2 separate regions of the Sus scrofa genome follow, and region 2 is linked to region 1. Evidence: chromatin contacts called from public Hi-C data. All regions are on one chromosome and are shown on one strand. Each heading gives the region's core, a stretch centred on a gene start, on an enhancer-like site or on the middle of the called end of the contact. The rest is flanking DNA. Distances are from core to core; before and after follow the strand shown. Region 1 holds the start of AHCTF1 (protein ELYS). Region 2 holds the start of SDCCAG8 (serologically defined colon cancer antigen 8).

Region 1 (5,846 bases), core at 2,709-5,208:
TTCTTAATACAATGATGGAATTGCAGCCTGATATTTACATAGAACAAGTCATCCAAAAGAATGGAGAAATATTTTCTCTACTGTCACATATTACTCTTATTTGCACAGCTAAACTAAATTACTTGATGTCCAACAAAGTGTTGGCAGTAGCAAATACTTGGTATGAGTTAAAAGTTTATTGCGTATTTTTACACATGATCCTCACAACAGATGAGGAAACTGTGGCTTGGATAGTTTAAGGTCTTGGTTCCTGGATGTATGGATAGCAAAGTCACGTCAGGGGTCAGGATGCACATTTACATCTTCTCCCTCTGAATTCAATGCTTTTTCTGTTTTAACTCCCTGCTTGCAAAAGTGCTTCACGTGGTCAAGGAAATTCTCAGGAGAATGTTCCTTTAAGTCACATGCTGGAAGGGTTGATCCTATTGCATCTGCCTTGAGGCTGGTCTAGAATGGGATGTGGCTTCCTCCAGCTACTTCTGACCTCTGAGCTCCTGATGGTTGGGGAGGAATTTGAGGGCTGACATGAAGTTGGGAGGGACCGTCTTAGATCACCTCTTCTCTTGGAAGTAGACAATACGCAGGTTTGAAATATGCCAGCAAAGGAAAGAAATGATTTTAATTAAATGAAATTAATGAAGACTCTTGGTTTTTAAGGACTCCAATGGTTATCGAATGGCTTGTTGAAATTTCTTCTGTACAACAAATGGTTTCCAAATCAGCTGCAATTATACTCAAGTCTGCCAAGTTTGGTCTGCACACGTCACTTTGTCCTTTAATGTTTCCGTGACGTGACTCTATCTCTATAGTAGGACTGTGTGTCACGCTTTGAAATCTTTATGATCTTCTAATTAACAGATTTTTTTTTCTTTTAATGGCCTCACCTGCAGCATATAGAAGTTCCATCCCAGGTTAGGAGTCAAATCAGAGCTGCAGCTGCCGGCCTACCACAGCCACAGAAACTCCAGATCCGAGCCCGTATCTGCAACCTAAGCCACAGCTTGCGGCAATGCCAGATCCTTAACCCACTAAGTGAGTTCAGGATTGAACCCTCATGGATACTAGTTGGGCTGGTTTCACTGAGCCACAACGGGAACTCCTTAATGCTCATTTACAGGATGGGTATTATGCCATCCCTGGAAATGTAGCAGGGAACAGAAAAAATGACTCTTCACTTAGCAAGCTTGTTGTCAACTGGAAAAAACAAGGTTGGGGTATGACTTGTTATAACCAATAATCTGTATAAAAGTGATGAAAATGTAACCTCTGCAAACATCTTGAATGTAGCTGTTAGGATAGAGGCGTTGCTTCTATTTTAAACAGACAAGCTCTATTTTGCTGTTGTTGTTTTTGTTGCTAAAATATCAAGTTTTACCCCATTACTTTGCGAAACAAATAAGATCTAATTCAGAACATTTCAATGAGGTTCTAAATTCTCTGAAATCAGAGAGTTCCCATCATGGCTCAGCGGAAACAAATCTGACTAGCATCCTTGAGGATGCAGGTCTGATCCCTGGCCTCACTCATTGGGTTAAGGATCCGGCATTGCTGTGGCTGTGGTGTACGCTGGCGGCTACAGCTCTGATTCCACCCCTAGCCTGGGAACCTTAACATGCCGTGGGTGCGGTCCTAAAAATAAAATAAAATAAAATAAAATAAATTCTCTGAAATCAGATGGCTGTCTGTTGTTCCCAGGATGCTGGGTTGGTTCTGAAATATCACCTCTTGAATAAAATGTTCCAAATGGAAGCATGAGGGTCCATACTAGTTATTATCATTTTCTAGGCCGTTAAACAAAATAACTAATGATGGATCACATAGGTAGAACACTAATGAAATCCTGCGCTGGGCACATACTTCTTTTTAATCTTTGCAACAGCTCTGCAAGGAAAAGAAGTAGCACTATCCTTTCTTTTTAGATGAGAAAACAGGCTGAGAGAGTGAAGTAATTCGATTAAAGTCATGATGCCAGAAAGTAGTGAAATGGATTAAAACTTACTTTTGTCTGGTTCCAAATAACCGTGTTCTTTCCACTACACAGGGCTTCCTCCAAGCTTTGAAGCCTGTTTACCAGTCCATTCTGTGGAACGCTAATGAGGCAAAATGTTTCACAAGCATAAACAGATTCAGTCCATGGTCAAGTAACTTTGGGAAATGCCAAGCATATTAAAGGCAGTGAGGTATTACGTAAAAGAACTATTTAATTTTATTTAATCAGCTTTTCCCCCAACTCATTTGACAACTAAACTCAGATTTTTTTCCCCATTTTAACTCTTATTAACATCTCTTGAAACTAAAACAATTTGGCATATGCTTAATGACTAAAAAGAGGAAAAAGGGATGAATGAGAGATTTTAAAGTGGAAATGCAGTTTACAGAGCAGTTGAAAGTAAAAAAAAAAAAAAAAAACCCTAGCAAATATGAAGGAAGCATTAACAAAGTATAATGCTTTTTTTAATGTGTTAAAAAAAGTATAAAGTTTCCTCTTGGTATAGTTGAGATGTGGGTGGTGGGTGGATGGAGGGGGGTCAGAGGCAAAAGGGGAAACATATAAAATAATACACATAGCATATTTTCAGTGCAAGTTCTAAGTAATTAAAGTGGACTGAAGTTGAAGGGAAGATTTGTAAGAAAAAAGAGACTTAGCTGGACCATTTTCAGTGGGAGATACTGAAACATAAAATCCTGTTTGGAGGAAAGTGAAGAAAAGATTCTTGGGAACTATGTAGGGAAATACTGTAGTACAGGTCCAGATAATCTAGAAAGTCGTACAGAAAGCATACCAGCATTCTGTCAGTAATGATGGAAAGAAAGATTAAAATTTGAGAGATCATTTCAGAAAGTCATTTAATACGGATAAGTATGATGAGACAGATTTTAAAATTTTACAACTGGCAGGGCCCTTAAAGTTAACATATGTCTAATAAATCTGTTGAACCTCTAATCCAGTCATCCTTACTCTACAGATCTGACAACTGAAGTCCAGAGAGGTTATTTGATTTTCCTTAAGTCACACAGCTCATTAGCAGCACACCTGAGTTGAGAACTCACTGTCTTCAGACTACTAAGTACAGCACCCATGAACTGAGAATAAATTGGGAACAAAGAAAGGAAGTGTAGAATGGGAGGGAGGCAAGGACTTGAATTAGCACATCTGACTGCGGAGTAGTTTCTGTTTGAAGAAGTTTATTTGAAAAGTGTTGGGTGCTGGGACTAACTTCAAAGATACTAATAACAAATAAAAGAAATTCCACAATGAAACCCCAGGGTAACCAAACATGCAAGACTGATTTGGGGTAAAATTTTAGATAAAATTTGGGGTAAAAGATTAGACTAGGCATCGAGAACACCTTTGGCCACAAAAGCACGCTCGGATATTCAAAAATATCTACAGGAGGGGAAAAGAAGTGTTTCCCGATAAGCCAGGTGCCCACTTTCGCAGGGAAAGCCCGAGCGGGAGAACGAAAAACGCCAAATGCAAAGATTATCACTTGGCCGCCAGCAAACAGCGCCAGATGATAACACCACGACTCTCCCGCCACAGAAGACACCCTAGCAATAGGGAGCCCGCCGCTGCTCCAGATAAAGACTACCACTCCGGATAAAGACTACCACTCTCGACTCCGCGCGGCTCCCCGGGTTAGGTGGCCAGAGAAGTTTACGCGCAAGGCATTATGGGATTTGTAGTCTTTTCTTCCCCTCTCGGCTTTGGGAGGCGGAGAGATCCCATTTTATGTAAATGACTTGCCCTTCCCGACCGGCTTCCCTTTCCTCCTCTTCCCTCCCCCAACCTCATTTCATGGAGTTTGAAAATTCCCGCAGAGCTGGCGCCCAAGGTCGAACACTCGCGAGAATTCGGGCTCCGCGCCGCGATCTCCCTTCCTTTTCCCACCTCTCTCCGCCCTCCCCCGCCCCTCTCCGCTCCACCCCTCCCTTCCCCTCCCGTCCCCTCCCCTCCCCTCCCCTCCCCTCCCGGGCGTGTGGAACTCGGTCTGCCTGCCGGGGCTAATGCGCAAAGCCGGGCCGGCGCAGCCGGAGCGGAGGAGGTAGAGTCGCGTGGGTGAAGACCCGGAACCGCAGCGCAGGCAGCTGCTGCGTTTTTGTCGCTGAGCAGTCGGCCGCCCCAGCAGCCCGCGAAGGCGCTCGCGGGGGGTGTGGATCTGAGGTGGCCGGGGAGGTCGCAGGCGGAGGCCCGCGAGCCGAGAGGCAACTTCCGTGGGGCGGAGGTGCGTGCGCCCTGCCGGCGGCGGCCGTGTCTCCCGGGAGATGCTGTGACGGACCCGCGCGGGAGGAGCTCGCGCCTCGCCTCGCGCCCCCTGGACTCGGCAGCAGCGGCGGCTCGGTCACCCGCCGTTCTTAGGTAGGGGGAAGGGAAGGCGGGGGTTGGGCCGGCGCGCGGAGGGCGGGTCGGCGCGGCCTGGGCCGCGAGCAGCGGCCGGGCTTCTCCCGCCGCGCCTGTCCGCGGGCCCTCCCCTCCCCGCGCCGGGCCTAGGCCGGGCTTGTGGCCGCCCAGCGAGCCACAGGGGCTGGGCTGCGGAGCTGCCTGGCTCGTGGAGCGGGCTCGAGGGGGCGAATGCGGTCGTTGGCGGGTGCGGCGCGCTCCAGAGCTCCGAGCGTTGGTTATATAACCTCCTTCTCGGCGGAGCGGCGGCACATGGCGACGGAGAGGCGCCTCGGGGTCTACACCCCGCTCCTAGCGCGCCTACAGCCTTGTCCTCATGTTTCCCAGGCGGTCCTGGACTGCGACCCCTTTTCCCTCCTGCCCTCCGGGGCGGTTGAGACCTTGGCCGGCCTTCCCCTGGCGGAACCGGCTGGTACTCTCAGTCTGTCTTACGTTGGTGTCTGCTCCACATGCTCCCGGGCCTGGCTCGGGTGAGTCTGGGGCGGGGAAGAAGTTATGACTCGTGATTTGAAAAGTGCAGTGAATCGGTCAGATACAGGAGATTTAAATCATTGTACATCTTGGAGTGGGTATTCGTTTGCCGTGCTTGTCCCCACCTGGAAACTTGAGGGCGATTATTTTTTAGTTACCCCTGACTGTTTGGGGGCCGTGGGGAGGTTAATTTGTTCTCAAAGCCAACGTGGTTCAAACTAGCCGTTATTATCTTTTTTCTAAGAGGCAGTTTGAGAAAATATTTGATAAGAACCTGAGTCCTTTAGGATAAATTGTGGGTCTCTTGGAAACTCTCAGCTTCAGTTTATTCTTAGAATATTCTAAAGTGCCAGTAGATGTTAAGAATTTTCTGTTAGGAGCTTTCATCGACTATATGTGTGAGGAGAGAAGAAATTAGGGTAGGTTTACTTATTTTGGAGGATTTGACTAGGGATGACAAGCCCGGTCAAGTTAATGTTTGAGGGATACTCTTAAGTGTGTTAAGTGCTAAGGGAAGGCTACGCTCTCCCTGCACCGTAATTTTTGATCCTAATTTTTCAATAACCTACTACCACAGCAGGCAGTAATTCGCAAGATGGCAATAATTATTTAAAAAACATTTTTAAAAGATTGTTAATACAGCAGTTTTGAGATAGACATATTTTGATATAAGAGGGAACAAAACGTTCTCATCTAACCATGGACATTTTTAGGAAATTTTTTCTTTTGTTCTTCAGAATGAAGTCTGGTTTTTTTTTTTCCCCCTAGGTTGCATCACTGGTCTCTACAGTAAGTCTCTTCTACTGTCCAGCCTCAACTATTCACAGATTTATGCTTCAGCCATTCCAGAATCATCTCCATTCCTGGGCCCTGCCTTTTGTGTGTGCGTGTGTGTGTGTGTGTGTGTGTGTGTGTGTGTGTGTGTGTGTGTGTGCTTTTTAGGGCTGCACCTGCGGCATGTGGAAGTTCCCAG
Region 2 (5,946 bases), core at 1,141-3,640, 1.1 Mb after region 1:
AGAATTAAAGGATTAAAAAGTATAAGACAACAAATAAGCAATTTATGGCAAACTCAATTTCAACAAAAAAGCATACATTTAATTAAAAGTTCAACTTGAGTGTTCTCCTTAAAAAGTAAATTAAGCTGAAAATAATAAAATTCATTAACTGAAGAAAAACAAACCTCATAGGTTCTTGTTATGTGGCAATTTGATTTTTAAGAGTTTATATATAGTTGATCATACTATAAAATACAATATAAGACAACAGTACTAAAATACGGTTACTAATAAGAAGTAGGGGGAAAATTCCAACAGCTTTTGTTTTTAAGAAAAGCCCACTTAGGGTATCTTTTTCTATATCCTTAAGTTAATACATAAAACTATAGTTCTACATCATTAGTATTATTATCTTTACTTCAAAAGAAAAAGACTAGACTGCTACAACGGAGCTGTCAATGAACCTGACTGTCACAGACAACTCAAAGAGTCTGTAGAGAAGCTTTCCCTAAAAGCTGGGGGACTAGGGGAGACAGCTGGGAGCTCACATTGCAGAGACGTTGGTTTTATTTGACTCTGGCTTTCATGAGTATTTTGGCTGGACACACAAGTCAGTTCACTTTCCAAGTTTTACGTCTTCCTCTTGTCTCTGTTAAGTGCTTTTAGACTCTTCAGCTTTAAAACACCAAAATTCTACAAGATCTACAAAGTTAAGAAAAAGTAAAAGCAGCACTGGTTTTACTTTTTAAAAAATAATGGCAGAAAAATACAAAATGGTTTGTAACTTGCAATGTAATAGTTCCAGAACTGAATTCCTAAACCGTTGCAGCCTACCCAGCCAGGGTTATATCAGTGCAGACCTGGATACTGTATTTATAATATAACTGTCTCCTCTCAAATCAGTCCTCCACCTGCTCCTCCCCATTCTCCTTCAATCTCTCTTCTGTTTGTTTTAACCCCAGCAAATGGTTGTATGCATTGTAAGCTTAATAATCAAATCATTTTAAGAGATGCGTTTTCAATCAAGTGTATCACCTACTTTACCACATTTCTCCCAAGTGGGTGAATTTTCATTAAGAGAATAAAAATATCAGTTCAAAAAGTCAGAAAAAGAAATGTACCAGGCCTATTTTTTGTTTTGCATGCTTAAAAAACAAAACGGAAAGATGTTTCCTAACCTCCTCCCTTAGGAACACGAATGCGTTACCCACCCAATAAAAAAACAATTCCGCCGGTTCATTTTCCTGCTACACAACAGCTTCGTCGTCAAGGCCCTTCCTAGTCCATTCTTCATCGTCATCTAGTAATTTTATATTGATCACCTTGGCAAGGCTTGGACAGGCACTGTCCTTGTCTTCCAGAAGCTTTACATTCTCCAAATAAATAAAAACTCTGCTACACACTAAAAAACAAAGATTCTATGACTCGGGATACAAATCCCACATCTTCCCGCCCTGTGTTAGGCAGCTGCTAATTTTTCCTTCCCTTGCATAAAATGAAGGGACACATACCAAAGACCACATTTGAATCTCAGGACAATGAAGTCGACAGGAAGCCACTTTCTCCTCCCCCGGTTTACTACCAAGCTACAGCCTGCGCGGGTGCAGTCGCCTGGCGGGGTGCGTGACACCACGTCTTCTACGCCCTCCCACCGCGTCCAAAAGGCTCCTCGCCGGACCCCCCAAATCACCCCACACCCCCAAAACAACCACACAATAAGGATCGACACCGAGCTGCTCGGACCGGGAAATATCCCTTCACCAGCGGCAGCGCAGCCATTCCCTCCACTGCTCCGCCCGCACCCCTGCACACTGCTTGGGCGGAGCGGCTGCACAAAGCCGGGAGAGCCCAGACGACTCAATACGTGGACACAAGCGGGGAAGCCGGGCCGCAGGACTGGGGGACGCGGGGGGGGAGGGGAGGGGCGGCCCCGCCGGGTCCCGGGTCCGGGGCGGGGGCAGCGCGCGGAGCCTACGGGAAGCGCCCCTCGCCGCCCAGCCCGCACCCCGCCCGCCGCGGGCCGCGCCCGAGCCCCGGCTGCAAACCGGAGGAGCAGGATGTGGGAAGACGGCGGCGACGGCATCAGAGTGCATCACTTACCCCTCACTGCTGAGAGGCACCGGACCGGGGGGCGGGGCGCGCCGCGTCCCGTGAGTCTCTCGCCAGCTTCCTCCCCCACCCCGTCGTCGTCGTCTTCGTCGTCGCCGCCGCCGCCGCGATCGAGCTCCTGGCCCCTCCGCGCCGCTGGGCAATAACGTTATTCCACACACGCTCCGCACATAGCGGTAACGGCAAGGAGCGGCCGCCCAGTGCGCAGGCGCCAGGGGAGAGGGCGAAGAGCCCGGCCCTACCCCTGCTCCGGCCCAGTCCCGGCGAACTTCTACTGCGCAGGCGCCAAGCACAGACAATGAAAAGGGGTTGTGTGGGGGGTCTCACCCACAGGCCTCGCCAGCTGCCGACTGCGCAGGCGTACACCAAAGACCTGCTTCAACAATGAGGAGGACTGGGCTTTAGCTGGGACCGCAACCCGTAAGGACTACATTTCCCAGCGGGCAGTGCGTCAACTCCTCCAAACTGAGGTCGGGTGGCCAGCTGGGTGTGCTAAAATTTGTAGCGTCAGCCGCTTTCACAATTTAGGCTGTTTGGGAGATTCAGAGCTTCTTTTTCCTGAGAATTTATTTGGCGGTGTTGGCAAAAGTTGTGGCTGAAGAGTGTAGAATTTATTTGCGTTCTTGAGACGCCTCAAGGGTCAACTGCATTCTAGCGAACTTAAAAGAATCAAGGCGTTCAGTGAGTGCTTTCTGTCAGATGGTCCAAACACACGATGGGATGGAGGCAGGACCAAGACAGGCAGCGCTACAGAAATGGGCGGAGCCTCCAAACGGTCTCTTGGCGACCAGATCTGGCAGCCAAACTGCTGAAGCGTGAGCTTGGAGCGCGTTGCCCTCTGGGAATTGTAGTTTGTTTGGGAGGGCGCCTGGGAACTTGAGACAGTAATCCCGGAACACGAGGACTACAATTTCCGAGGTCCACCACAAGGGCCCGTGGGTGGGAAGAGGCCCGGCTGGCTGCGTCTGGGATTCCGCGCTCCGGGTTGACAGCCGCGGCAGGAAGCGGGTGGGCGCCTGTGGGGCGCTGGGGCCTCTTATTCTCGGAGAGGAGAACCCTGGACACTACCCCACGCAACTCCCGTCTCTGAGCTCCGAGTGTGTGCATGGCGAAATCTTCGGAGAACTCTACCCTGGAGGAGATTCTGGGGCAGTATCAACGGAGTCTCCGGGGTGAGTTGCTCCGAACCTTTGCCCTAACCCCTTAATACCAGGGTCTCGTGGACGGGAGCTGACCAGGTGCATTTCCTAACGGCTTGGTTCGGCCCAAGCCAGAGTGCAGAGGAAGAAGCTGGATGTTGCTGTGATCTTTGAGGGAAGGCTAAATAGTTATTACGGTTAAGCAGCATCGCTTCCCTTGATTCCCATAGTTCCCATAGTTACCTGAACCAACTCCCTGATCTTGTCTTGGGCATCTTTTTCACCCGACGCCCGCAAAATCTCTAGGACGCTTCTATGAGTGTCGCCCACTTCCCCTACATCTCTCTTTTTAATCCAGTACATTTCTGATGCGCTCTTTTTACACATTCGAATTATAGTATGCTGGGTTGGATGTGATTTATTGGACAAGGAAAAAACACACTAATAATTATTTTAGTCACAACAGCTTCTATTTAGCGGCCCAGGCTATTTACACACATTAAATCACTTAAAACTTAACAACAGTCTTATGAGTGACCCTCTTCTACACCTGGGGACCTGGTGCAAGGAGGTTAAATTAGGCCAAAGCCGACCCAGCTGGTTAGTGGCAGAGCCTGGTATTAATTCAGTCAGGCTTGTCTGCCTTAAAAGCTTAAAAGCCTATGTTTTTTCTTTCTCCCTTTCTTTCTGTCTTCCTTCCTTGCTTCTTTCTTTCTTCTTTCTGCCACACCTGTGATCTGTGACGTGTGTGTAAGTTCCCAGTCAGGGATTGAACCCATGCCTCAGCAGCCACCTGAGCCACTGCCATGACTCTGTTGGATCCTTAATCCTTAAAAGTTTCATTAAGGAATATTAGAGGTCCCACTGTGGTGCAGTGGGCTAAGAATGACTGTGGAGGCTCGGATTGCTGTGTAGGCAAAGGTTCATTAAGGGATCCTTAACCCACCTGGCCTCCACCGTGGGTTAAGGATCCCTTGTTGCCACAGCTGTAGCACAAGTTGCAGCTATGGCTCCGATTCAATCCCTGGCCTGGGAACTTCCATATTGCCACGAGTGGGGCCATTAAAACATTTTTTTTTTAGGATTCATTATTCTCCTAGACGTCATTCACTCTATTTTCTGTTCTTTTGCATTTCTTAAACCTCTTGGTTTTAACGTTTATGACCATTATTTTTACCAGAGTAATAAAAAGCCAGTAGAACTCCATTTTTTATTCCCTACAACCATTGAGGTAAAATGAGCAAAAGACAGGGTTTAACAGCTAAAAAAGGGATATTTTATAAGTAAACAGTCAAGCCTGAAGTAATGTAGAACCAAAACAATGGTTTAGTGTTAGGCGATTGTAGGGGTGTTTTCAGATGGTAAACAGGTTTGGACAGAAAAAAGAGATAAAGTTATAAAGTTAATCACGCTTTTGAGATACTAAGAATAATTGTATTATCTCTTTGAGATGTTTAAAAGACTTAAACCAATCATTTCACCCGTTTGTGCTAAGGTCTTCCACCTTTTCATTTAGTGGTACTCCTCAGAGGCCAAAAAGTAGGGACGGTACCTTGACATGCACTTGTGTACTTGCTGAAGCAACCTTGATTATGGGGGAGCTTCATTAAAACCCGCTGGGATAGTAATAGCAGTGACCACCTAAGGGAGTTATAGAAAGTGGCCTTAGAGTACAGCTATTGTTTCACGTACTTAGGTCTGAAAACAAGTTGAAACTAACTATGAATTCCAAGCTCTTTTTTTTTCCCCCCGCTTTTTGCTTTTTAGGGCCGCATCTGCAGCATATAGAAGAAGTTCCCAGGCTTGAATCGGACCTATGGCCACTAGCCTGCACCGCAGCCACAGCCATGTAGGATCTGAGCGAGCAGCGTCTGCGACCTACACCACAGCTGGTGGCAACGCCGTATCCTTAACCCCCTGAGTGAGGCCAGGGATCGAACCTGCATCCTCATGGATCCTAGTTGGGTTTGTTGACCGCCGAGCCACAGAGGGAACTCCCCCAAGTTCTTAATTATGGCGGCTTTAACACCTGGGTCAGAAGCACCTCCTCACAGTAGTGATGGCCCGGGTTTGTACACTGCCCACCACGGTGGCAGACTAGCCCATTGTCCTGCCCACTCTTCATTAAGACATGGCCGTAGTTAAAATGTAGTAATGTGGGAAGTCTCTCTTCAGGACTGAACAACAGCTCTCATGTTATTACTTTAAGTCAGCAGTTCTCATCTGGGGTGACTGTTTTCCACCCAGGAGATGATTGGTCATGTCTAGATGCATTTTTGGTTGCTGCAGCTGGCAGGGAGGAGTCCGCTGGATCTAGGGCGCAGAGGCCAGTGATGCTGCTCTACAAACACAACACATGCCTTTACAGTCAAGAATTACCAGGTCCGGAGTTCCCGTCGTGGCGCAGTGGTTAACGAATCCAACTAGGAACCATGAGGTTGCGGGTTCGGTCCCTGCCCTTGCTCAGTGGGTTGACGATCCGGCATTGCCGTGAGCTGTGGTGTAGCTTGCAGACGCGGCTCAGATCCAGCATTGCTGTGGCTCTGGCGTAGGTTGGTGGCTGCAGCTCTGATTCGACCCCTAGCCTGGGAACCTCCATATGCCGCGGGAGCGGCCCAAGAAATAGAAAAAAGACAAAAAAAAAAAAAAAAAAATTTACCAGGTCCAAATGTCAATGGTGCTGAAATTGAGAACCATGATCTAGAAGTTGCAAGGCTTT

The links. A called contact is a pair of places that touch in the nucleus more often than the background predicts.
Region 2: a contact with region 1 is called in a Hi-C map of skeletal muscle, with 8 times the contacts expected there. The contact joins the promoter of SDCCAG8 here to the promoter of AHCTF1 in region 1. A contact is called at or near these places in 2 of 47 Hi-C or Micro-C datasets (blood and skeletal muscle) and 1 of 2 datasets of contacts at active chromatin or transcription factors (alveolar macrophages).

The regions. Positions count from the first base shown.
Region 1 is chr10:15,038,210-15,044,055 of Sscrofa11.1, forward strand. AHCTF1 (protein ELYS) reads left to right here and starts at 3,959. Exons shown (of 37, transcript XM_021064442.1): 1 at 3,959-4,360; 2 at 5,642-5,662.
Region 2 is chr10:16,188,788-16,194,733 of Sscrofa11.1, forward strand. It overlaps SDCCAG8 (serologically defined colon cancer antigen 8), which reads left to right and starts at 2,391. Exons shown (of 16, transcript XM_021064181.1): 1 at 2,391-3,260. The coding sequence starts at 3,194. It overlaps CEP170 (centrosomal protein of 170 kDa), which reads right to left and starts at 2,490. Exons shown (of 20, transcript XM_021064150.1): 1 at 2,080-2,490.